Regions from separate parts of the Mus musculus genome. Here all the other regions are linked to region 3. A link is a contact called in public HiChIP or PLAC-seq and promoter capture Hi-C data. All regions are on one chromosome and are shown on one strand. Each heading gives the region's core, a stretch centred on a gene start, on an enhancer-like site or on the middle of the called end of the contact. The rest is flanking DNA. Distances are from core to core; before and after follow the strand shown.

What was found. Promoter capture Hi-C pulls out the DNA fragments that hold promoters and counts their contacts. HiChIP or PLAC-seq counts read pairs in DNA pulled down with a chosen protein or histone mark. Capture Hi-C pulls out chosen DNA fragments and counts their contacts.
Region 1: a promoter capture Hi-C map of liver shows a contact between it and region 3, with 2.6 times the contacts expected there. The contact joins the promoter of Ift22 here to the promoter of Cnpy4 in region 3. A contact is called at or near these places in 1 of 39 promoter capture datasets (liver) and 1 of 9 other capture datasets (liver).
Region 2: a contact with region 3 is called in a promoter capture Hi-C map of liver, with 4 times the contacts expected there. The contact joins the promoter of Get4 here to the promoter of Cnpy4 in region 3. A contact is called at or near these places in 10 of 39 promoter capture datasets (the 3T3-L1 cell line, the C10 cell line, cranial neural crest and 6 more), 5 of 484 Hi-C or Micro-C datasets (B cells, CD4 T cells, Th1 cells and 2 more), 5 of 115 datasets of contacts at active chromatin or transcription factors (astrocytes, craniofacial prominence, embryonic stem cells and 1 more) and 1 of 9 other capture datasets (liver).
Region 4: a promoter capture Hi-C map of pancreatic islet shows a contact between it and region 3. The contact joins the promoter of Zfand2a here to the promoter of Cnpy4 in region 3. A contact is called at or near these places in 1 of 39 promoter capture datasets (pre-B cells), 1 of 484 Hi-C or Micro-C datasets (B cells), 1 of 115 datasets of contacts at active chromatin or transcription factors (pancreatic cancer cells) and 1 of 9 other capture datasets (pancreatic islet).
Region 5: a contact with region 3 is called in a FOXA1 HiChIP or PLAC-seq map of pancreatic cancer cells. The contact joins the promoter of Gpr146 here to the promoter of Cnpy4 in region 3. A contact is called at or near these places in 1 of 39 promoter capture datasets (erythroid cells), 2 of 115 datasets of contacts at active chromatin or transcription factors (microglia and pancreatic cancer cells) and 2 of 9 other capture datasets (adipose tissue and liver).
Region 6: a promoter capture Hi-C map of pre-B cells shows a contact between it and region 3, with 3 times the contacts expected there. The contact joins the promoter of Cox19 here to the promoter of Cnpy4 in region 3. A contact is called at or near these places in 1 of 39 promoter capture datasets (pre-B cells) and 1 of 115 datasets of contacts at active chromatin or transcription factors (bone marrow-derived macrophages).

What each region holds. Positions count from the first base shown.
Region 1 is chr5:136,906,356-136,909,599 of GRCm38.p6, reverse strand. It overlaps Ift22 (intraflagellar transport 22), which reads right to left and starts at 1,450. Exons shown (of 5, transcript NM_026073.3): 1 at 1,330-1,450. The coding sequence starts at 1,368.
Region 2 is chr5:139,250,208-139,253,729 of GRCm38.p6, reverse strand. Get4 (golgi to ER traffic protein 4) reads right to left here and starts at 1,406. Exons shown (of 9, transcript NM_026269.2): 1 at 1,111-1,406. The coding sequence starts at 1,265.
Region 3 is chr5:138,186,257-138,189,635 of GRCm38.p6, reverse strand. It overlaps Cnpy4 (canopy FGF signaling regulator 4), which reads right to left and starts at 2,101. Exons shown (of 6, transcript NM_178612.4): 1 at 1,916-2,101. The coding sequence starts at 2,051. It overlaps Taf6 (TATA-box binding protein associated factor 6), which reads left to right and starts at 2,410. Exons shown (of 15, transcript NM_009315.4): 1 at 2,410-2,466.
Region 4 is chr5:139,482,796-139,486,176 of GRCm38.p6, reverse strand. It overlaps Zfand2a (zinc finger, AN1-type domain 2A), which reads left to right and starts at 1,686. Exons shown (of 7, transcript NM_001159908.1): 1 at 1,686-1,900; 2 at 3,380-3,381.
Region 5 is chr5:139,378,182-139,381,921 of GRCm38.p6, reverse strand. It overlaps Gpr146 (G protein-coupled receptor 146), which reads right to left and starts at 1,283. Exons shown (of 2, transcript NM_030258.5): 1 at 1,179-1,283. The region is part of intron 2 of 3110082I17Rik (RIKEN cDNA 3110082I17 gene); the gene reads left to right.
Region 6 is chr5:139,343,160-139,346,888 of GRCm38.p6, reverse strand. Cox19 (cytochrome c oxidase assembly protein 19) reads left to right here and starts at 1,723. Exons shown (of 3, transcript NM_197980.1): 1 at 1,723-1,817. The coding sequence starts at 1,736.

The sequences.
Region 1 (3,244 bases), core at 201-2,700, 1.3 Mb after region 3:
CGCACGCACCATTATGTCCAGGCCGTGTGAGGGTCTGTGCATATTGAGTGCCTGTACCCACAGAGGCCAGAGGTGTCAGGTCTCCTGGCACTGGAACCTAAAGGCAATTGTGAGCCAGCTGGCGTGGGTTCTGGAAACCGAACTCAGCTCTCTCTGCGAGAGCAGTATGTGTTCTTAGTCACCAAGCTGTCTTTCCAGCCCCTCCTTTCTTTTAAGCCTTCTCCTCCTCTCTGCCCCAGGCTAGACTCAACACTCCTATATGGTCCAGACTGGTCTCAAACTTGTGGCAACCCTGAGTGTCTTGTATGCTGAGGTGTCAGGCCTGCGCCACACATGGCTCAATCCTCCTTTGCTTCTGTGCATACTTAGCAACTTCTTTCTCTGACAGGTTTCACGTATCCCAGGCCGGCTTCAGACTTGCTATTGTAGCCCGGGCTGTGGCCTTGAACTGTCAATCATCGTGCCTCTCTACCTTCCAAACCCTGAAACTGAGGCATGTACCACCATGAATGTTTTATATGAAGAGGATTGAACCCCGGGATTCCTGTATGCTAGGCAAACATCCTATCACCCAGCTCTACCCCAGCCTCCTAACTTAGGATTAAAAACATATCTTCACCATATAGTCACCTATGAATGTACATTGGTTCTCATGTTTGGTCCATCAGCCAATAACCTCAGATGAAGATCACATTATTAAGCTAACCTTCTGAGCTGGGACCCAAGGATTTGAACTTTAACCATGTAGGTAATTCCCGAATTCTACTATCTATCTATCTATCTATCTATCTATCTATCTATCTAATTTTGTTATCGGAGACATGTCACATTGTAGCTCAGGCTGTCCCAGAACTCAATACATAGCCCAGGCTGGCCTTAAACTTGTGATCACTCCTCCACTGCCTGCTGAGTCCTGGTATTATTACAGGCATGGGACACTGCACCCAGCTTCCTTCTACAGTTAACTTATTTGCATGTTTAGTTTCGGTCCATCTGAACTTTAATTCGGTGAATCACATATAGAGTGACTTCCTCATATTAATAACCACTTGCTCCAAGTCCCTATATTGAAAATATCTAGTTTTCTAATCTCATGGACACATTCCTTTTGCACGGAAGGTTCGGAGGGGAAGTCATGAGGCGCCCCTTATTTCCGCTGCCCTTGAGACCTGGGTACCTCAATATTCTCCTCCACTACTTGGGAGGGGTGAACTGGATGAAGGCCTGGTCACGGTAGCGCCAGCTGCCGCCCTCAGTGGGGTTGCTGGTACAAAGTTGCACCTCCTGAGAACAACCCCAGTTCTAGGGAGCCCCCGAGCCCTGAGTTACCTCGCAGGGGCCCACGAAGAGGATCTTAGCCTTCAGCATCGCTGTCCGTTAACACGAACCCGCGGAAGCCCACCACCAAAGCGCGCTAAGCTCCCCGCCGCGTCCGCCAGTCTGGGCCGCATGCTCTGATTGGCTGGTCAGTTTCCACGGCGACCGGGAACAGCTGCGCAGTAGCCCAGGAAACCCTGACAGTTCCGGGAGCCTGGAAAAGTGGCCTACGATGGAAGCTGAGGAGGACCAAAAGAGAAAAGGCAAAGCTGGTCCTGCTAACTGCAACCTGAGCGTTCTGGAAGGGGTACAAGAGCCAGGCTCCAACCTGCTTTATTTCTCCCGGTCTTCCTGAACGCTCCATAGATTAAGGGAGCTGCTAAACTTGCCTGGAAAACAGTACTGTGATTTTGGTTTTCTTTTATTTCCGCGGTGGATGCTGGAGATTGAACTCAGGTGGTCATCAATCCTAGGAAAGCGCTCTGTCATTGACACCATATCCCCAGTCCAACTCGCATGTAGACCTGCTGGCCTCAAACTCAAAGATATCCACCTGCCTTTGCCCCCCCAACTTTAATACCATTGAAGGCATGTGTCACCACTCTCGACTCCCAACTTTTTTTTCAATTTAAAAGGTTATATCTATCAATCAATCATCATCTATCTGCGTGTATGTGTGTCCGCCATGATACATATGTGAAGATCAGAGGACAAGCCATAGGACTCAGTTTTCTTCTCCCACCACCATTTCAGGCTTGGTGGTTCCGGCCGTTACCTGATGAGTCACTTTGCAGCCCTGTCATTATTTATTTTGATGCTGAGATTGTTCTTGGCGGCGGAGAAGCTTCTCCAAACCAGTGTGTGTGTTCTTTTGACATTTCGGTCATTCTCTGAGTTTTTTCATATTAAAAACAAAAAAAAAAAAAAAAAAAAAAATCAAAACCTACGCGCGCGTGTGGACACACACACACACACACACATACACACACGTATACAAAAGTGCAGGTGGTTGTGGAAGCCAGAAGGAAGTGCCCTGGAGCTAGAGTTATGGAAGTTCAGTTGCCCAAAATGGATGCTGGAAACCAAAGTCGGGGCTCCTCTGAGAGCAGTCAGTGCTTTAAACTCCGAGCCATCTCCCCAGCCCCGGCTTTCATACTTTTAAGCACCATTATATTAATCGCGGGTGGTTAATTTTATTGCTCTTGTTCCAGAGTGGCAATGTATTACATACATTCTTTCGCATGCATTGAAAAAAAAAATTTAGGGCTGGTGAGATGGCTCAGTGGGTAAGAGCACCCGACTGCTTTTCCGAAGGTCCAGAGTTCAAATCCCAGCAACCACATGGTGGCTCACAACCATCCGTAACAAGATCTGACTCCCTCTTCTGGAGTGTCTGAAGACAGCTATAGTGTACTTACATATAATAAATAAATAAATAAAAAAGAAAAAAGAAAAAAAATTTAAAAGTTTCAAAAGACAAGAGACCCCCTCAGGAAAATTATTTCTTTACAACAACCTGGAAAATTTGAAGGGAACTTTGTGTTCCTGCCTCTGACTTTCGGCATGAAACACACTTAGGTCCCCGGCCCGAGCTGTAGGAGAAGTTGGTGTCAGGTCATTGGGCAGCATATATTCAGAGATGGGACTGCTTGCCCTTTCGCACCTCAAGTTTCCTTTTCAGATGAGAGAGAAACTACACAGTGTGTTTCCCCTTACCAGGTAAATTCCTATAGAGTAGTGTGCATATATGCATGTGCGTGTCTCTCTGTGATCCTGTGGAGGACAGAGGTTGGCTTTGTATATTTCCCTATCAATTTCTACCCTTCTCCTCCTCCTCTTCCTCCTCCTTCCCCTCCTCTCCCTCCTCCTCCTCCTAAGTCTCTTATTGAACTTGGAGCTCACTGTTTCAGCTAGATTGCCAGCTCCC
Region 2 (3,522 bases), core at 157-2,656, 1.1 Mb before region 3:
GCTTGCTAACTACTGCGTGTGGCCTTAACCATGCCCCTCCCTCCCATGTCCACCTGGCTACTTGCCAGGCTCAATCTGGGCATGTGGGAAGTGGGAATTGTCCTCAGATGTAAACAAGTATCACTCACGAGCCAGAGGGTTCCCAGAGCACTGATTCTTCAGCCCCCAACAGGGCTTCAAGGCAGTGAGGCCACTGTGTACAGTGTCATCCACTGTCATGGCAGCTTTATCCAGCCCACAGAACACACCGTGCTCAGATCAAGCTAGAGGGAGTGACTGTAGGAGGAGTTCCACAGCACGTGGGCCCTAGGTGACAGTAATGGGTGGATGATAATGTGCAACTGGTACAAGATAACCACTTTCCACTCCTTTTACTGAAGGCCTAAAATTGCCCTAAAACAAAACGTATTTTAAAACGAAAAGTAGGTCTAAGGGGCACAGGGGCCAAACCCACACTACGGACATGGAGCAGAAATGCTGATGTCCTGTAGTCAGGAATAAAGTTCTACGTAGGAATTATCAGCTGGCAGATGCACAGAGGCAGGAATACAGATGGCCACAGGCTGGCCCACGGTGTCAGCATCTGACCACACTTTAGCCGGCTGTGCAATTCCAATCACTGGCCACAGAAGGGAGGACTAGGTGAGACTACTCTGACAACAGGACTCGCCAACCAGCGGAAGCCTTCAGAGAAAGGGAGGCCAGGCGAGGAAGAGGGTGTGATAGAGAAGGAGTGGCGGGAAGAGAGGCCTGTAAGAGGGAGGAGGCCTAAGTGAAGAGGAGAGAGGCTAGTGATAAAACTGAGTCCAGGGAAGGGGAGGCCTGAGAAGAAGTTGGCTGGGGAAGGAGGCCTGGGAAAAGGAAGGAAGGAAGGACGGGGGAAGGGCAGCTCTGAGAGTAAGGCAGGGACTCAGAAAGACGAGGCCGAGAGAGGAGGAGGGGGAACCAGGCAGAGAAGAGGAGGCCCTGCCGAGTAGTACAAGCCCGCCGCCCCCGCTCTGCTCCGCGACAGGCAGCCGCATAAACCAATGAGGGTGCGGGGCGCCGCAGCGCAGCCAATGAGCAACAGCGGAGGTGGGGCCTCGGCGCTAAGCCGCCACCCGCGCCCACCTGAAGAAGAGGGTCCGGTACATCTGGTGCGCCTCGTAGTAGTCGCCCTTCTCGACGCTAGCACGCAGCTTGCCCTCCACGCGCTGGACGCCGCCGCGGTTGCGGGCGCCGTTGCGGGCGCCCTCCTGCTCTGCCATCGCCGCCGCCGCCGCCATGGGCCGGCGTTCCGCGCAGAGCTGACGCTGTCGCAGGCGCGGTCGGCGGCGCCTCCCGGCTTCCGTCCCTGCGGCCGCCGCACTCCTTCTACGGTGGCCGCGAGGAGCCGTGCGAGGGCGGGCGCGCCGCGGGCCGCACGTGATCGAGGCGGAGCCTGCCGGGATCGCGGGAGCCGCGCGAGGACACGCCCCTGAGGGGGGGTCTGAGAAGGACCCTGAGAACACAGGCCAGGAAAAGCCGACGGGGTGGGGCTCTCAGACTATCGCGGGAACTTGTTTGTAGTCTTGCGAGAGTGGGCGGGACCGAGGTCTTGGGCGGGACTACACGCTGAGCTGTCCCCAGCTTAGTGTCATCACTGCACAATGTAATCAGCCACGTAGGCTGCGCAAGTAAACTGAGGCAGAAGACTCAGCGATGAGGCGTCTTATTCGCGCGCCCCCTGAAGTTACCCTTAGCGCATGGATGAACCAGACACATTTTAGAAGCTTTGACCTGTCTCACACCTGCCCGGGGAGTGCCCCTCCAGGTGGCAGTCATCCTTAGTGACATCTGGGACAGGGCAGTATGCTCAGGCTAGAACCTGTAATGTCTCCAAGAAGACCTGGCTGTGGTTGGAGCAGGTGACAGCAGAGAAGGGAGGAAGGTCATGATTAATTGGGGGAGGATGGGAGGTGCTGGCCAGGGTCAGAGTTGTCCTCTGACAGCATCCAAAACTCAGGTTACAAAACCCTACACATATCCTTAAATAATGAGTTTGGATGCTGGAGATGAAGTTCAGGGCGTTCATTTCTGTCAGCTACACACTCTCAGCCTTCCATTTACTCTGGCCCTTGAACTTGTGACTCTCCTGCCTCAACTTACCTACTTTTTATGCCTGCACCCGGGCCAGCTGGACTAGCATTTTCTGCACCACACCCATGTGCAAGCAGAAAGCATGGTAACAGATTAAGGAGTCTGTAAACATGATCTCTTGCTGTGGGGTCCGCTTAAATCCAACCTAAAACCAACATAACTCAAGACACCAGGTCAACGCAGGTAATCAAGCCGCTATTGGTCAGGGCCGCAGAGCAGATGAAGCTGAAGTAAAACCCTGAGGGAATACTGTACAGCCTAAAGGATGAAAATATAGAGAAAGGGGGAGGTGGGTGGGCAGGCTGTAGCACTGTCTAATCATAATCCGTCGTAAGGGGTTGGACAAGGGCGTTCCCACTGTATCAGGATAGGTTGGTTCCTAGGCCTGGAAACATAAACATTAGTTTGACCCTGCCAGCAAGATGAAGTTGTCCTCGAGATGTCTGGACTCAAGACAACTATTTCCTTACAACAGAAGCTGTTCAAAGTAAGCTATTGGGAAGTCCCTAGCTCCCCTAGGGCCTGGGAGCTTGGTTTCTTGATATGATTAAATGGAGCCTGAAAACAAGATGGTAGTACTTAGAATAAATGTCTTTTGCTGGTTCCCAACACTCTGACAGTACCGTGCTCACCCTTCTGTGAAGAGGGATGATGCTCTGTGGGCACTACCACATAAGGAAGGACCACTTGGATACAGCATTCTACCTGATGATCCAGACACCTAGTAACAAAGGGGCAAGTGATTCATGCTGCATGAGTGTCCGACCAGGGGATGACTTGTCTGGATGGGACAGTGTAGTACAGTTTGTCATAAATTCTTTTTGGAACTTTTTCCCCTCCTAGATAGGGCCTATTATATTGCTCTGTTTGAGTGTTCTGCAACTTGCTATGTAGAACAGTCTAGTCTTGAACTTACAGTGGTCCACCTGCCTTTGCCTCCTGAGTGCTGGGATTAAAGGTGAGCACTACCCTCCTGGCTGGAATTCTCTCAAGATGTTTAGCAGGTCCTCAAGAGAGCAAAGCCCTAGTAACAGGCTTCTCTTTAAAACAGAAACAGCTAGGGGCTGGAAAGATGGCTCAGTGGTTAAGAGCACCTACTGCTCTCCCAGAGGTCTTGAGTCCAATTCCCAGCAACCACATGGTGACTCACAACTTTCTGTAATGGGATCTGATGCCCTCTTTTGGTGTGTCTAAAGACAGCTACAGTGTACTCATATACATAAAATTAATCTTTAAAAAGAGAGAGAGAGAAAGAGACAGAGAAACAGCTGCATGGTGTGGGCTCAGCACTCAGGCAGAGGCAAGCAGATTGGACGTCGAGTCCAGCCTGGTCTACAGAGTGAGTTCTAAGATATAAGAGCCAGGGTTAAACAGAGAAACCTTGTCTTAGGGTGAGAGGGAAAA
Region 3 (3,379 bases), core at 852-3,351:
GGCTGGTGAAACTACTCAGCAGCTAAAGGAACCTTCTACTGAGCCTGAAGGTCCACATGGTGGAAGGAGAGAGTCCTCCAAACTGTCCTCTGACTTCCATGACACATTTACCTACACACATACATAACCCCGTAATACACTATGACACATGTCTACCCACCAAATACACAACATAAATGTAATTTAAAAATGAAAGAGTCTCAATCATCAAGAAATCCAAAATGTGCCGGGCGGTGGTGGCGCACGCCTTTAATCCCAGCACTCGGGAAGCAGAAGCAGGTGGATTTCTGAGTTCCAGGCCAGCCTGGTCTACAGAGTGAGTTCCAGGACAGGCAGGGCTACACAGAGAAACCCTGTCTCAAAAAATAAAACAATAAAAATTAGCAAAAGTGCGTCCACTGTATTAAGACCCTGGGCACGGGTAGTCCCTTTTCCCCCAGGACTTACAACACTGCGGATGACAAGCAAGGGGGGAGTCCAAAGGAGACATTTAAACTGGGTCCAGTAGAATGGGGAGGAGTTTATCAAATACAAAACGGAGAGGAGGAAAACAGCCAAGAAAAAGACAGGGGCCACTTACTGACTGTGAGACGCTGGGTGTGTCTGAAGCAGTCACTTTGAGGAATAAAGTATGAAAGCTAAGAGTGTACATACGCCAGTCAGTGGTGGCGCACACCTTTAATCCCAGCACTCGGGAGGCAGAGGCAGGTGGATTTCTGAGTTTGAGGCCAGCCTGGTCTACAGAGTGAGTTCCAGAGTTCCAGGACAGCCAGGGCTACACAGAGAAAACCTGTCTCAAAAAAAAAAAAAAGTGTTTTTACAGCTCTCCCCTCACTCCAAAGTTGGCTTAGGGTCTGGGAAAACAGTTCTGTAAGTAAAGCACTTTTAAGCTTGAGGACCTGAGTTCAGATCCTAAGAACCTCTGCAATGTTAGGTGATGTGGCACACGCTATCCCAGCATTCTGAGGTCAGAACTAGAGACAGGGGGTTCATATAGTTAACTTCTGCCTTTAATCCCAGCAGAGGCAAGTGGATTTCGGAGTTAGAGACCAGTCTGGTCTACAGGCAAGTTCCAGGACAGCCAGAGCTATAAAGAGAAACCCTGTCTCCACCCCCACCCCGACTCAGAAGAGTGGGGACACAGATGCAAAAATAAGTGAGAGATTAGAATCAAGTCATGGGTGTCAATGATAAAAACATGTTGTTGGGTGTAAAGTGAAGCAATAATGAATCCAAAGAAAAAGTTAGAGTTAGGGAGCCACAGGATATTTATTCAGTGACCTGGCTTCCTCCCTGTTGGGGATGGGAGGGGTGGTTGGGGGGAGGGCATTTACTAATGTAGCCAGAGGCCATGCTGCTTGTTGTAAAATCCCTACAGTGCACCCCATCTGCAAAGCCTCACACCGATGGGCAACTTCTAAGTGGTGTGGTGTCTTCATCTTCTCTTTATGAACTTCAGCTGGGGACTTACTCACCTTTAAAACCCCTAAAGGGGGCCATCAGGCCTGTAATTTAAGAGCGTCTCTGCCAGGGCGGGACTCAGTATGCCTATAAGGAATGAGTATTACACCCCACCCATGCAGATTGTCCAGATTTTTAACAAGGAGAGAAACGACTGAGGAAGATGCTCCATAGAGCCAGCGTTACAGGTTCTTGAACTACAATTCCCACAATACATTGGGGCCCAAGCCCGCAAGAAAAACCTAGATCCTTCTGGATGCCACCTGGGAAATGTAGTGCCACCTTAACCCTGCTTTCCCTCCCTTGTTCCCATTCAAGTGTTACCAAGCTCCAACAGAACCTCTTTCAAGACAGTCTAGTGATCCATCTATCCTAGCCCATTTGATTCAGCCTAGAGTTAGAGAGGCAGGAGGTAGATAGGGAGATGTAAATAGCAACTACTCCGTTTCTGTACCTTCGCATTTGCTGGGCAAACGTTCTGTGTCATCTTCCTCCTCTTTTGTCGCCTCAGCCCAAGCACCGTACGCTGCCAGGATGAAAAGCAGTATCTCCAGCCGCACAGGTCCCATGATAAAACGCAGTCCACACATACAACCACCCTTTGCCTTCAGACCAACTTCTGGAAGGCAGCGGGCCCTTTAAATTTAGGCGAAGCCCGCAGCAAGCTTTAAAAAAAAAAAAAAAAAAATCATAGAACGGTCAGCGCATGCTCAGAGCCAGCCCGAAAGTGGGTGGAGCGTGATGGCTCAGTTTTGTGGCGCCTTCTGAAGGTCCTGACAGCTGGGTAATGAAGATACAAATTGAAGTAATTAGAATAGAGTAATATGATCTTTACACATGCACGTAGAATGAAATTTTTATATAATTTCAGACTGTGAAACGATATGGTCTATTTTGACATAGGGAAGAACAGTGATAACTTTTTGGCTTCTGCCAGGACCTACTCCTGTCAGGGGGCGGGGCCAAGATGGCGCCGAGCGCCGGGTGAGCGGCGCTTTGGCAGCGGTGAGAGGCTTTTACTGCTCCCGGTGCTTGGCTGGCGGGGGAAAGTCTGAGGTGTATCCGTGAGGAGACCCTTTGAAAGGGCCCATGTGAGGACTGGGAAGAAGACGGTTGGTTGTGTGTCCGTGCTCGTGGGGACCCTGTGCGTGACTGCACTGGAAGGATGGTGGGGCGATGTAGTGGCTTGTGAACCTCCTGTAGCGCTGCCCGGGTAATCTTCGAATCACTTCCCTAGCTGAGAAAAATGATGTAAAGATATAGCTCAAGTTATCCCTTCTCTAAGAAGTCTTCCTGTCGCTTCCACTGATCTGAGAAACTCCCGAGGCTGCTAGAGTGTTTTATGAAACCTTAGTGGCAAGGGTACCACCACAGAGGACTGGGACCCGACCAGGTACAGAGTATGTGCTGAATAATTGTATTTCCTGTAGACAAGATTTAACAAAAGTCTGAGAAGACTTGGAATGAAAAGAACCAGTCCCTAGCACTCAGTTCTGAACACTCTTGAGGTTGGTTTCATGTCCAGTGTCAGGCAAGCTCCTTTCCTTTTAACCACAGAGTAAACTCCAAGCTTGAGTCTGTGTCTTTTTCATTTTGGTAATTGTTATACCAAGTATTTAGTGAACACTTACACCTTATTCATGCTGGGCAGTGGTGGCTCACGCCTTTAATCCCAGCACTTGGGAGGCAGAGGCGGGCGGATTTCTGAGTTCTAGACCAGCCTGGTCTACAAAGTTAGTTCCAGGACAGCCAGAGCTATACAGAGAAACCCTGTCTCGAAAAACCAAAAAAAGGAAAGAAAAAAAGAAAAAAAAAGACTTATTCATATATTTAACAATGCCCTAGGCACCAGATAGGTCAGTGAACATAACAGACATATTCTTGTTTACTGGTGGGGTAAGGATAATAAACAAGAAGA
Region 4 (3,381 bases), core at 437-2,936, 1.3 Mb before region 3:
TGACTATTATTATTATTTTTTCTTTTGGTTCTTTTGAGACAGGGTCTCTGTATAGCCCTGGCTGTCCTGGAGCTCACTTTGTAGACCAGGCTAGCCTCGAACTCAGTAATCCGCCTGCCTCTGCCTCCCGAGTGCTGGTATTAAAGGCGTGCGCTACCACGCCCGGCCGGCACTGACTATTCTTCCAGAGGTCCTGAGTTCAATTCCCAGCAACTGCATGGTGGCTCACAGCCATCTGTAGTGGGATCCGATGCACTCCTCTGATATGTATCTGAAGACAACTACAGTGTACTCATGTAAATAAATCTTTTTTAAAAAACAAAGCAAAAAGTAATGTTGGCCAAGCTGGACAAGAACTAGGAGAGCCACCTGCCTCTGCTTCCCACATGCTGCGATTATAGGTGTACACATCCAACTGGCCTGATTTTTACTTTCTTATAGCACCTAGGATAATCAGCCTAGGGGTGGTACTACTCGCAAGGAGCTCAGCCCTTCCATATTAATGACTAACTTAAAAGTACTTCCTAGGCCAATCTTATAGAGGTTATTTCCTGAACTGTGGTCTCCTCTTCTCAGTTTATGTCAGATTGAGAAATAAATAAATAATTAATTAAAAACATAAATAATCAGGACAGAGCAGTAGTATTCTGGGTCTATTAGCCTAGCCCACAGATCTTTGGTATTCTCGAGCTTGGGTCAGCAACACTTGAACATCTTTCTTTCTTTTTTTTTTTTTTTTTTGGTTTTTTTCGAGACAGGGTTTCTCTGTGTAGCCCTGGCTGTCCTGGAACTCACTTTGTAGACCAGGCTGGCCTCAAACTCAGAAATCCGCCTGCCTCTGCCTCCCGAGTGCTGGGATTAAAGGCATGCGCCACCACCGCCCGGCTTGAACATCTTTCTTTCTTTCTTTCTTCTTCTTCTTTTTTTTCTTTTTTTTTTTTTAAGATTTATTTATTTATTTATTTATTTAAAGTACACTGTAGCTGTCCTCAGACACTCCAGAAGACGGAGTCAGATCTCATTACGGATGGTTGTGAGCCACCATGTGGTTGCTGGGATTTGAACTCCTGACCTTCGGAAGAGCAGTCGGGTGCTCTTACCCACCGAGCCATCTCACCAGCCCTGAACATCTTTCTTAAATCACATGCATAGTCCGTGCTCCAGCAACTCTGGTAACAGAGATACAGGCATTTTGGGTATCATCTTGTAATTCTTCTGTAGACTGGACCTCACTTTTCCAAGGCATGTTTGTTCAGATGACCTGTCCCTGGCGTTCTGCCTCCCCGAGTCCTGGGATCCTTACAGCTTCACAAATGGGCCATCAATCTGTGCATACCGCGATCCCAGCCCTCAGGGAACTCCTACTGAGACACAGGATTCTCACGTCCGGCCGGGTCCTGTCTCAGGCTCTCAGGTACAGGCAAGCCTGTCACCTCACCCAGAGCTGCCTCACCACGACTCAGCCTAAGCTAGAGATGTTGCCTGACTGTTCTAGAAAATAGGCGGGGGGATAGGGAGGGACGAAAAGGCCGTAGAACTGCTGGATTGGTGACATGTAAGTGACGTCATCACGGCGCCCAGCCCTCTGGGGGTCATAACACGAAGGAATTGGCTGGCCTTCGATGACATTTTGGGCGCGCTGGCGGGCCGACTCTAGATGTTAGGGGATTGGTTGGTGTTGGTGTGGCGTCATCAGAGCGCGCCGGGAACGCCCAGGATGTATGACTCTGGATCTGTCGGCTGGGGATAAATGGCCCAGGCTGCTGCAGGGGCAATGCTACGCTTTCCGGCCTTGAGAGAAGTCGGGCGCTTCGCGGCGATTGGAGCTGCAGTTTCTACTGCGGTGTCACCGGGATAACCACAAAGGGCACCGCTTGTCTGTCTCCGCCTCTGACTACCCGTGAGTGCCAGGTACCGGTGTGGTTGCGGGCCGCTGGGGCCCGGGGAGCTGGTGAACTAGGGGCTGGCGTCTCCGCGCTGTGATTTCTCGTGGCCTGGCCATCAAGGAGTTACTGTCTCAGCACAGTGACATCTCACATCCCCAGGTCAACTGCCCTGAGCCATTGTCGCGGCAGCCAGGCATAGTGGTTGTTGCAGGCCTGTAGTCTCAGCGCTGGGGAGTTGAGTTATTAGATCACAAGCTCCAGGCTAACCTGAGCTAAGTAGTGAGACACACTTTCATGAAACAGTCTACTAGCAGGGCATGGTGGCTCGTGCCTTTAATCCCTGCACTCCAGAGGCAGAGACAGGCGGATCTCCGAGTTGATAGCCAAAGTGATCTACAAAACGGGTTAAGGGACAGCCAGCACTACAAAATAGCGTCTGTCCTAGGCCCCCGGCCCCCTGTTTAAAAAAGGGGGGGGGGAGAAAAGAAACAGTCGGTGGTCATTTGGTAATACGTCACGTGCTGCTTGCTTTGAACAAAAACATTTCATAATGCGGATTCTGTTGTGCACGACTTAAAAGGTTTCCTCCCCGACAGGAATGAGATCCACCCTAACCACTAAATGCAGTAGGAAAGGAAGGGGGAAGGGTGGGAAGTGAATTGGCTTAGAGGTGTTAGAGGTGACGTTTGAGGAAGTGACACTGTAGACTGGTCCTTGACAAGTCAAATAGATGTCTTCTGAAGCCTGAGAGTTCTCAACAAGGAGTAGATAAGAAGTTCCCAGCAGAGAAAGTAATAGAAAGATGTGAAAAGCTCTTTGGGGACTTGACCTGTGGAAAGTGCAAGAGTTTCGAGTCATTTGATAGGTGACAGGACTTGGAGGAGACTTTGCTTCAAGCCTGGTCTCCGGGATGCCAGCCTCTCTGCTTGTCTGTTTCTTGTGGTTAATTAAAGTGCCGCTTGCCTTGATCGGCCCTGGCCTGATGTCATTATGGCGTGTGCACAAAGTAAAACTGAAGGCATGAGGGAGGGAGAGGCAAGGGACAGCCTACTCTGGGGAGCATAGTCAACTGATGCCACTTAGCACCTGGCACCGAATCTTGTTGATGTCAACAAGTGTATTGAGGAGTTGAGACTGCAGCTTGAGTTCCAAGGAGACCATAATTTTCAGTGGCAGCTATGGACTCCATACGGGAAGCCTTTCTTTCTCTCACCACATTTGTTTTGTTTTTGCCAGAGCTGGGGATTGAACCTAGAACTTCCCCCTCCCACATGCTACGCAGAGCATTCTCTTATTAACCCAAGGCTTGGTATTTATGATGAAACGACCACTTTGCTCTTTGCTGAGAATTTATGAGATGGCAGTCTTTCCCATGGCCCCAGGATGGTTTGGGTTTCCCGTGCTTCTCACAAATAGCTTCTCTGTGCTCTTTGGCTGCAGGTGACAGGCCCTGGGGTCCAACTCAGAACCTCATTCTCTTCTAATTCCCACAGGT
Region 5 (3,740 bases), core at 34-2,533, 1.2 Mb before region 3:
TCCCCCAAGGGCTTGGCTTCATGTCTCAGTATGTTTGGGTCATTAAAGGAGGGGATTATGCTAGGACATTGTGGGGTAAGGAAGGAGAGAATGCCCAGGGAGCTGCAAGAGTCTCCTCCAGTCTGTGAACCACACAGGCATCCCCTCCCAACTACTCAGCCTACACATTCTGACCTAAATCCCCATGCATCCCCACATTAGGTTTAGCTGGATGTGTCGCAGCTTTCTTCATGAGCCCATTCAAGAGTCACGGGGAGCCGGGCGTGGTGGCGCACGCCTTTAATCCCAGCACTCAGGAGGCAGAGGCAGGCGGATTTCTGAGTTCGAGGCCAGCCTGGTCTACAAAGTGAGTTCCAGGACAGGGCTACACAGAGAAACCCTGTCTCGAAAAACCAAAAAAAAAAAAAAAAAAAAAAAGAGTCACGGGGACACTGATACACTGTACCCTGGGAGCAACCAGAGGTTCTAGTTTGGAAATCTGGACCTTGTGGTTGTTCTTCAAAGACTTACATGGCAGGTTAGGATAATGTGACTGTACCCTTAGTGTAATTATTAATAGTGTTTCCTTGCACTCACAGAGATAGTGCCTGGTCCCCTATGGGTGGAGTGGCCTCAGGACACGTCCAGAGGCGTTTCAATAGGATTAACTTATAGTTCTTTCAAGCTAGCTTAACCCCAGGTTATCAGTGCCTCTGATACATGGAGGTGGACATAGATGTCAGGTTGCTGGATCAGGACGAGAATAGGAATGCAGCTCGCAAGAACATAATCACAGACCGGGGCGCGCTAAATTGGCAGGTGCTGTTCTGGACAGCGGGTACTAAGTTAGTCCTAGTCAGCAAGCCTGAGGACCGAAGAAACTGTATCCCTTCACTTGGGGTTCTAGTTGCTGGTACTGCCTCCCGTGCCCGATGAATGTTCAGGGCCGATGGCGCAAGTTCCGCTATCTCTACGCACGGGTTCCAAATGTCCTGACGCTCTTAACCAACAGAAGGGACGAAGATGGTAACCGTAGCGTCCTAGGAGAGCCCGTCCGCCTCCTCGGGCAGCAAACCCACCGCCCGCCGCGGGTTCAGGACCACACTCCCTGTCCCTGGCGTCCACCCAGCGCAGCCTGGCGCGGTCTCCTCCCGCCTGGAACAGAGCATTAGGGGCTCCCCTCCCCGGGCCCCACTCACCGCTCGCTGGGCGGCGGCCCGCGCACCGGCCGCGGGCGGGCAGCTGGGCTTGCAGGAGGCAGCGGAGCTCACGGCGCGCACGCCGTGGGGGCTGTGTACACACGTGACCCCGTCCCGCCCCCGGGGGCTGCTCGCGTGGTCCCGCCCCCGCCCGCCGAGCAACGCCGTCAGGCCCTGCCCTCTCTCCCGACCCACAGCTCGGTGGCTCCGCCCTTTTCTTGGAACCGGTGCTTAGTTCCCGCAGGCTCCGCCCCCAGTCCGAACGGACAATCCCCTTGGCCAGCCACGGCCGGCCGCCTTAATGCTGGAGGGCGGCGCACCTGCCCCCATTAAAGTTTGTAATTTCCCCGACCTGTGCTTCCCCGGTCCTAGAGGCGTCTAAGTGGAGCTGTCCGGAGAAAACAGCTCCGACCCACTGTGTAGCTGCTGTCCAACATGAAAGTGGGAATGGTGCCATTTAGAGTATTTGCCTAACAGTCAGGAAGCCCGGCGTTTAGTCCTCAACACCACATAAGCCAGGGGTAGTGGTGCGTGCATACATGTAGTCCCAACACTCAGGAGATAGAGCAGGGAGGATCAGAAGTTCAAGGCTGTCCCTGGCTACATAGTCACCTGAAGGGTATCCTGGGATACATGAGATCTTAAAAAACAAAGAGTAACAACAACAAAATACACACACACACACAGATAGCCTAACTGGGCATGATGGTGCCCATCTATAATCTCAGCACTCAAGAGGCAGAGCAAGGACTGCCATAAATCCAAGGCTGTTGTAGCTTACATAGCAAATTCTGGGCCAACTGGGGTTGCAAAGTAAGACTGTCAAAAGTGGGGGGAGGGTCCTGGAGTTGTTGGCCCAATTGCAAGCAGGAGGACCTATGTTTGATCCCTCAGAACCCATGTCAGAAAGGTTGAGTGTGGTAGCATGTGCTTGTAGTGCTAGGGAGGTGGCAGGCGCTGGGGCCCTTTGGGCCAGCCTATCTAACTTTCACATTTCAGGCCACCAACCACCCCCACCCCCAAAAAGCCAACCCTGTCTTATAAAAAACAAGGTGGACAGCACCTGAGGAATGATGGCCAAGGTGGACCTCTGGGCTCCATAGGCACATAATCTAAAATGAAAGTAAACCATAAATAATTGACCCTCAGGATTCCTGGTGAGACTCTGAAGTGTCAGGGTTCCTGGGCCTTCCAGAGGGTTCCTGTGAGGTTTCACTCACAACTGGGGAGTGCTGCTGGTGAACCGAGCACCCTCCTAGTGCAAGGCCCCACTGGCTGCCTGCTCTGCACCACCCGAAGCACAGCACAGATGTTCAGAGTAAGAGGGCCCAGCCGCCGACTCGGCTGCGGGCGGTCCTCCCATTGAGCAGGCATGTCCCCGAGCTAGACATCTTGGACATGGTAGGGTGTGTGAATTGCTGTCTGACCTCGTGCTCTGAGGTTGATATTTGAAAAATCCCACAGAGCTGGCCTCCCTCGTGCTGCAGGGAGGGCTCCTAAGGGTCAGGCATGGCCCCTGCTCGGGCCGTGTACTCAGTGGTCACGAGTCTCAGCTCACACAGCAGCCCAGTGCCCTGCCGAGGCCAAGCGCCATGGAAACGCCCGGAACTTCCCTTCCCGGGCCACATTCTTGGGACTTGGCAGGTCTTCCTGGCTGTTCTGGAGTGGCAGTTGATAAGATCAGCTGCATTCCACAAGGGCACTTCGAAATGCTGGGCAGGAACCAGAGAGCAGCCCTGTTTCCCCGAGCCGTTGCATTTGTCTTTCGTGGGCTTGGGGTGGTGGTGGGGTTACATCTGTCCTCACCAGTTCCCCATGTTCTCCACTTTCTCTCGTGCATTTGAGCATTGTTGGGAAGGTTCGAATCTAGGGGACACTGGCCAGGAGCAGGGAATATGTTTAAGTTAATTATTAGTTTTTGATGGGGGCTAGGGGCTGTAGCTAAGTTGGTAGAACGCTTACTTAACATGCATAAAGCCTAGGACCCATCCCCAGCACCACCTAAACAATGTATGGCGGTGGATGCCTGCAATCCCAGCACATAGGAGGCGGGAGGATCAAGAACTCAAGGCCAGCCTTGCCTTTAGAGCACTTTTAAAGCTAGCCTGATCTCCATGAGGTTTTCTCTCAGTAAATAAATTACTTTATTTGTAGAGTTACATGAATATAACCTATTGCCACTGAGAACCTAGCATATTGCAGACTTCATTTTATTTTACTTTTGACACAGTGTCTTACCCAGTCTAGCCTTGAATTTGCGATCCTCCTTTCCGAGTCTCCCAAGTGTTGGAATGACAGAAAAGAGCCGTCTCACCGATCGCCAACTATGGAAAGGTGGCCACGTTGAGCTGTGGTTGAGGCAGGTGGTCTGAGTTCACTTGAAGCTGTGGTTCCTGTGTGGTGAGCCACAGGTCATCTCTGTCAGCACAGGTCCCGGTGCCCTTTCTGGTACCCTTCCCATCCCTTCTCATCAGTCAGCTACCCTGGCTGCCCGCCAGGGCCTTTCCTGTCCTCGGTGGAAACAGATCTTCCCCCTTAGTAACACGAGAAGGGCCAGGCTTC
Region 6 (3,729 bases), core at 474-2,973, 1.2 Mb before region 3:
CCTCTGAAGGCAGCCTGTAGATCTGCTAAATCCAGCCTCCCAGACAGGAAGGCAGGATGGGATCCAGTGCCTGTGGAGGAGGGGAGTCCAGCAAGACAGGAGAGACTGAGTAGATCTGCCGGTCAAGCACCTCTCTGCAGCCCCTGGGAATTGTTTCTGCTTCTGCGTCAGTGATGTTGGGATTCATCAAGGGACTGTAGAGGAAGAGCTGGCCCCAAGGAGCTGCTAGGAGCCCACTGAGCCCATTCTGCTCACTGCCAGGGCCTGGTGTAGTGTAGAACATAGCATTCATGTGTGGCTGAGATGGAATGACGGCCAATGTCCTACACTGACAGCAGTGCAGGGTGGCAGGGTGCGAGTGCTCTTCTCTGTCCCCAAGCTGAAAAGCAGGGGTGCTGGGTATGGGTGTTATTGCCATAACAACAGCAAAGAGTCAGTAGAGTGCACCCCACTACCATAGAACAGTCCCCCCCAAATCCACCTGGCACAGTCCCAGCCCCCAGGACCTTTTGAAATAATGTTGTGGCAGATGTAAGCAGCAGAGGTTAAAATTGTTGGGATGAGCTGAGCATGGTGGAGCACAACTTGAATCCCAGCACTTGGGAGGCAGAGGCAGGTGGATCTCTGAGTTCAAGGCCAGCCTGGTTTACAGAGTTCCAGGACAGCCAGAGCTACAGAGAAACCCTGTCTCAAAAGAAAGAGAGAGAGAGAGAGAGAGAGAGAGAGAGAGAGAGAGAGAGAGAGAGAGAGAAAGAGGGAAAGAGGGAAAGAGGGAGAGAGAAAAAGAGAAAGGGAAGAAGGGAGGAAGGAAAGAAAGAAAAAAGAAAATCAGACAGCAAAGAAGGAAGGAAGGAAGGAAGGAAGGAAGGAAGGAAGGAAGGAAGGAAAGAGAATTGATTGTTGGGATGGCCCTACCCCGGTGTGGCAATGTCATAAAAGGAATACTTGGATACAGAAACATGGGAGAATGTTCCCAGAAGTGGAGGCCCCGGAGGGAGATATCTAGCAGCCCAGAATTACCTAAAATTGACAGAACATCTCAGAGGCTGGGAGAGAACCTGGGCTCCCTGGAACAGACAGCAGGGACAGCAGGCCACAAGAGGGCTGATGACCAACACCTTAGGATCAGACTTCTGGTCTCTTGAACCACAGAAGATGCCCTTTGGGGAGATTTTCTTTTGTTTTGTGGGACTGGCTACATAGCCCAGGTTTGCTGAAAACTCAGGCAATCCTTCTGCCTCAGCCCCCTAAGCGCTGTCTACAGGTGTGAGGGACTGCACCCTGCTTTATTTTCTGTTTGTAAAACCCGTTTGTATCACTGTGTCACGGCACTGGCAGTAAGCTAGCCACCCCTCCTTTAGTGTGCTTCTTTCCCTCTGAGTAGATGGGAAACTCAGTCCCTGGAAGACAGATGGGTGGGATGAAGATCCCGGGGCACAGACTGGTGTCCTCGGGCAAATGGCTGCATCTTTCTGTCCTTATTTGCTAATCAGTACCAAAAGATGACTGCCAGGCTTCTTTCTGCTTCTCAGAGGGCTGGAAACCAAGGGCAGATCCTTTCGCAACACGGCAGGGGCGGGGCTAGATAGGTGAGGCGGGGCTTGGTGGGTGGAGCCTGGGTGGACTCGGGGTGGGGCCAGTCGTCCGCTCGACTAGCTCGACGCTTCCTGGACCCGCTCGGTGTTCAGCCATCTGCCCTGCGTCGCCGTCGCTCTCCGCTCTGGATTTCGCCGTGATGTCGACCGCAATGAACTTCGGGACCAAAAGCTTCCAGCCGCGGCCCCCAGACAAAGGCAGCTTCCCGCTGGACCACTTCGGTGAGGCGAGGCGAGGCACAGGCTGATGGCGGCCTGGGATCGGGTGGCAGAGTTAGGAATACTGAATCTGGGTGGCAGCGTCTCGGGTGCTGAGTCTGAGTGGTAGGGAGTGCTGTTTCTCGGTGACAGGATCAGGGGTATTGGAAGTAGGTGGCAGGATCTGGGATACTGGTTCTAGATGGCAGGGTCAGGGGTACTGGGGTACTGGGTTTGGGTGACAGAGTTATGGGTGCAGGATATCTGGGTGGCAGGGTCAGGGGTACTGGATCTGGGTTCAGGGTCTGGGCTGCTGGGTCTGGGTGGCAGAGACTGGAGTGTTGTCTCTTTGCTATAGATGGCAGGTTTGGGGGCACTGGGTTTGGATGGCAGGGCCTGGGGTTGTAGATCTGGGTGGCAGAGCCTAAGGTACTAGATTTGAGTGGCCGGGTCAGAGTTGCTGGATTTAGGTGTAATGTCTGAAGAGTTAGATGTTGGATGTGACAGGGCCTAGGGTGCTGGATCGAAGGTCTGAGAGCCAAAGTGAAGGAGCTGAATATGAGGGACAGTGTGTGGGGTTATAGACCTGGGTGGCATTGTCATGTGTGTTGATGACAGGATGCTAGAAATGGTGGGTGGGGTCTGAGGTACTGGACCCTGGATGCAGAGCAGTTAATATTACAGGTCCTTCCCGGGTAGTGGGGCTGGGCGTGCTCAGAGCACTGTGGGGGTGCAGTCAGAGAAACTGAGTCTTGAGGGCCCCTATTTCAGAGGGCCACATGTCATGGCTCTCCAAGTAAGACTTGGGGCTAATGTGATAGGATGGTGACAGGCCTCCTGGAACGGAGCTTGATGTTAGGCCCCCTGGCGGCAGCTCAGCTCAGCGCAGGACATACCCACCCTCCCCTAGCTCCAGGCTCTGGGTCTGCCGTGAACATTAGGCAAGGAAATATTTTCAAAAAGCTTTTTGATATCTAACACTGGGGCTGAAAGCCCGGGTTTGGCACATGCTAGGCGAGTGTTCACCTCTGAGCCACGCCTCCAGCCTGGAGGATTTCTAGTCACCGTTCTGAAGTCTGCAGTTAACAGGCCTTTTGGGAAACTGGAACATGGGAAAGAAAAAAAACAAACAAACTGGGAGAGAGTTGGAGATTCAGATTACAGAGGCCGAGCTGGTGCCTGGCACGCACAGGAACCTGAGTCCAGTCCTCAGCACTACAATAATTAAAAAAAGAAAAGACTGCCCTGCCTACCACCAGCACATAGGACATCCCCCCCCCCCCCACCTACCACCAGCACACAGACCTCCCCACAAGTCCTACCACCAGCACACAGCCCTGAGAGATGCAGCAGCCCTCAGCCCTCGTGTTAGTGTAGAAACGGCAGCTGTTAGTGTAGATTAGACGCTTCGGTGAACTGCTGTAGAGACTCCAGCTCCAGGGACAGCTTTAGAGATTACTGGTTTTTTGGGTTTTTTTTTTGGGGGGGGGGGTTCCGAGACAGGGTTTCTCTGTGTAGCCCTGGCTGTCCTGGAACTCACTCTGTAGACCAGGCTGTCCTCGAACTCAGAAATCCGCCTGCCTCTGTATTTTTTAAGTTATGCTTATTTATTTAGTGTGTTTGGGGATATGCCATGACACGTATATAGTCAGAGGACAAACTGTGGAAAACTGGGATCTCTCCACCCCCACGTGTGTCCCAGAGATCAAACTTAGGTTGTCAGCCTTGGTGGCAAGCGTGTTTACCCACTGAGCCATCTCACTATTTTTAGATTATGATTTCATTGCCAACATTTCATTGGGAAATTTTCCATTTAAAATTTTTATTTCAATTCGTTATTGATTCTTCATTTTTTTTTCAAAGGCAGGGTCTCACTATGTAGTCCTGGCTGTCCTGGAACTCGCTGCGTAGACCAGGCTGGACTCAAATGTACAAA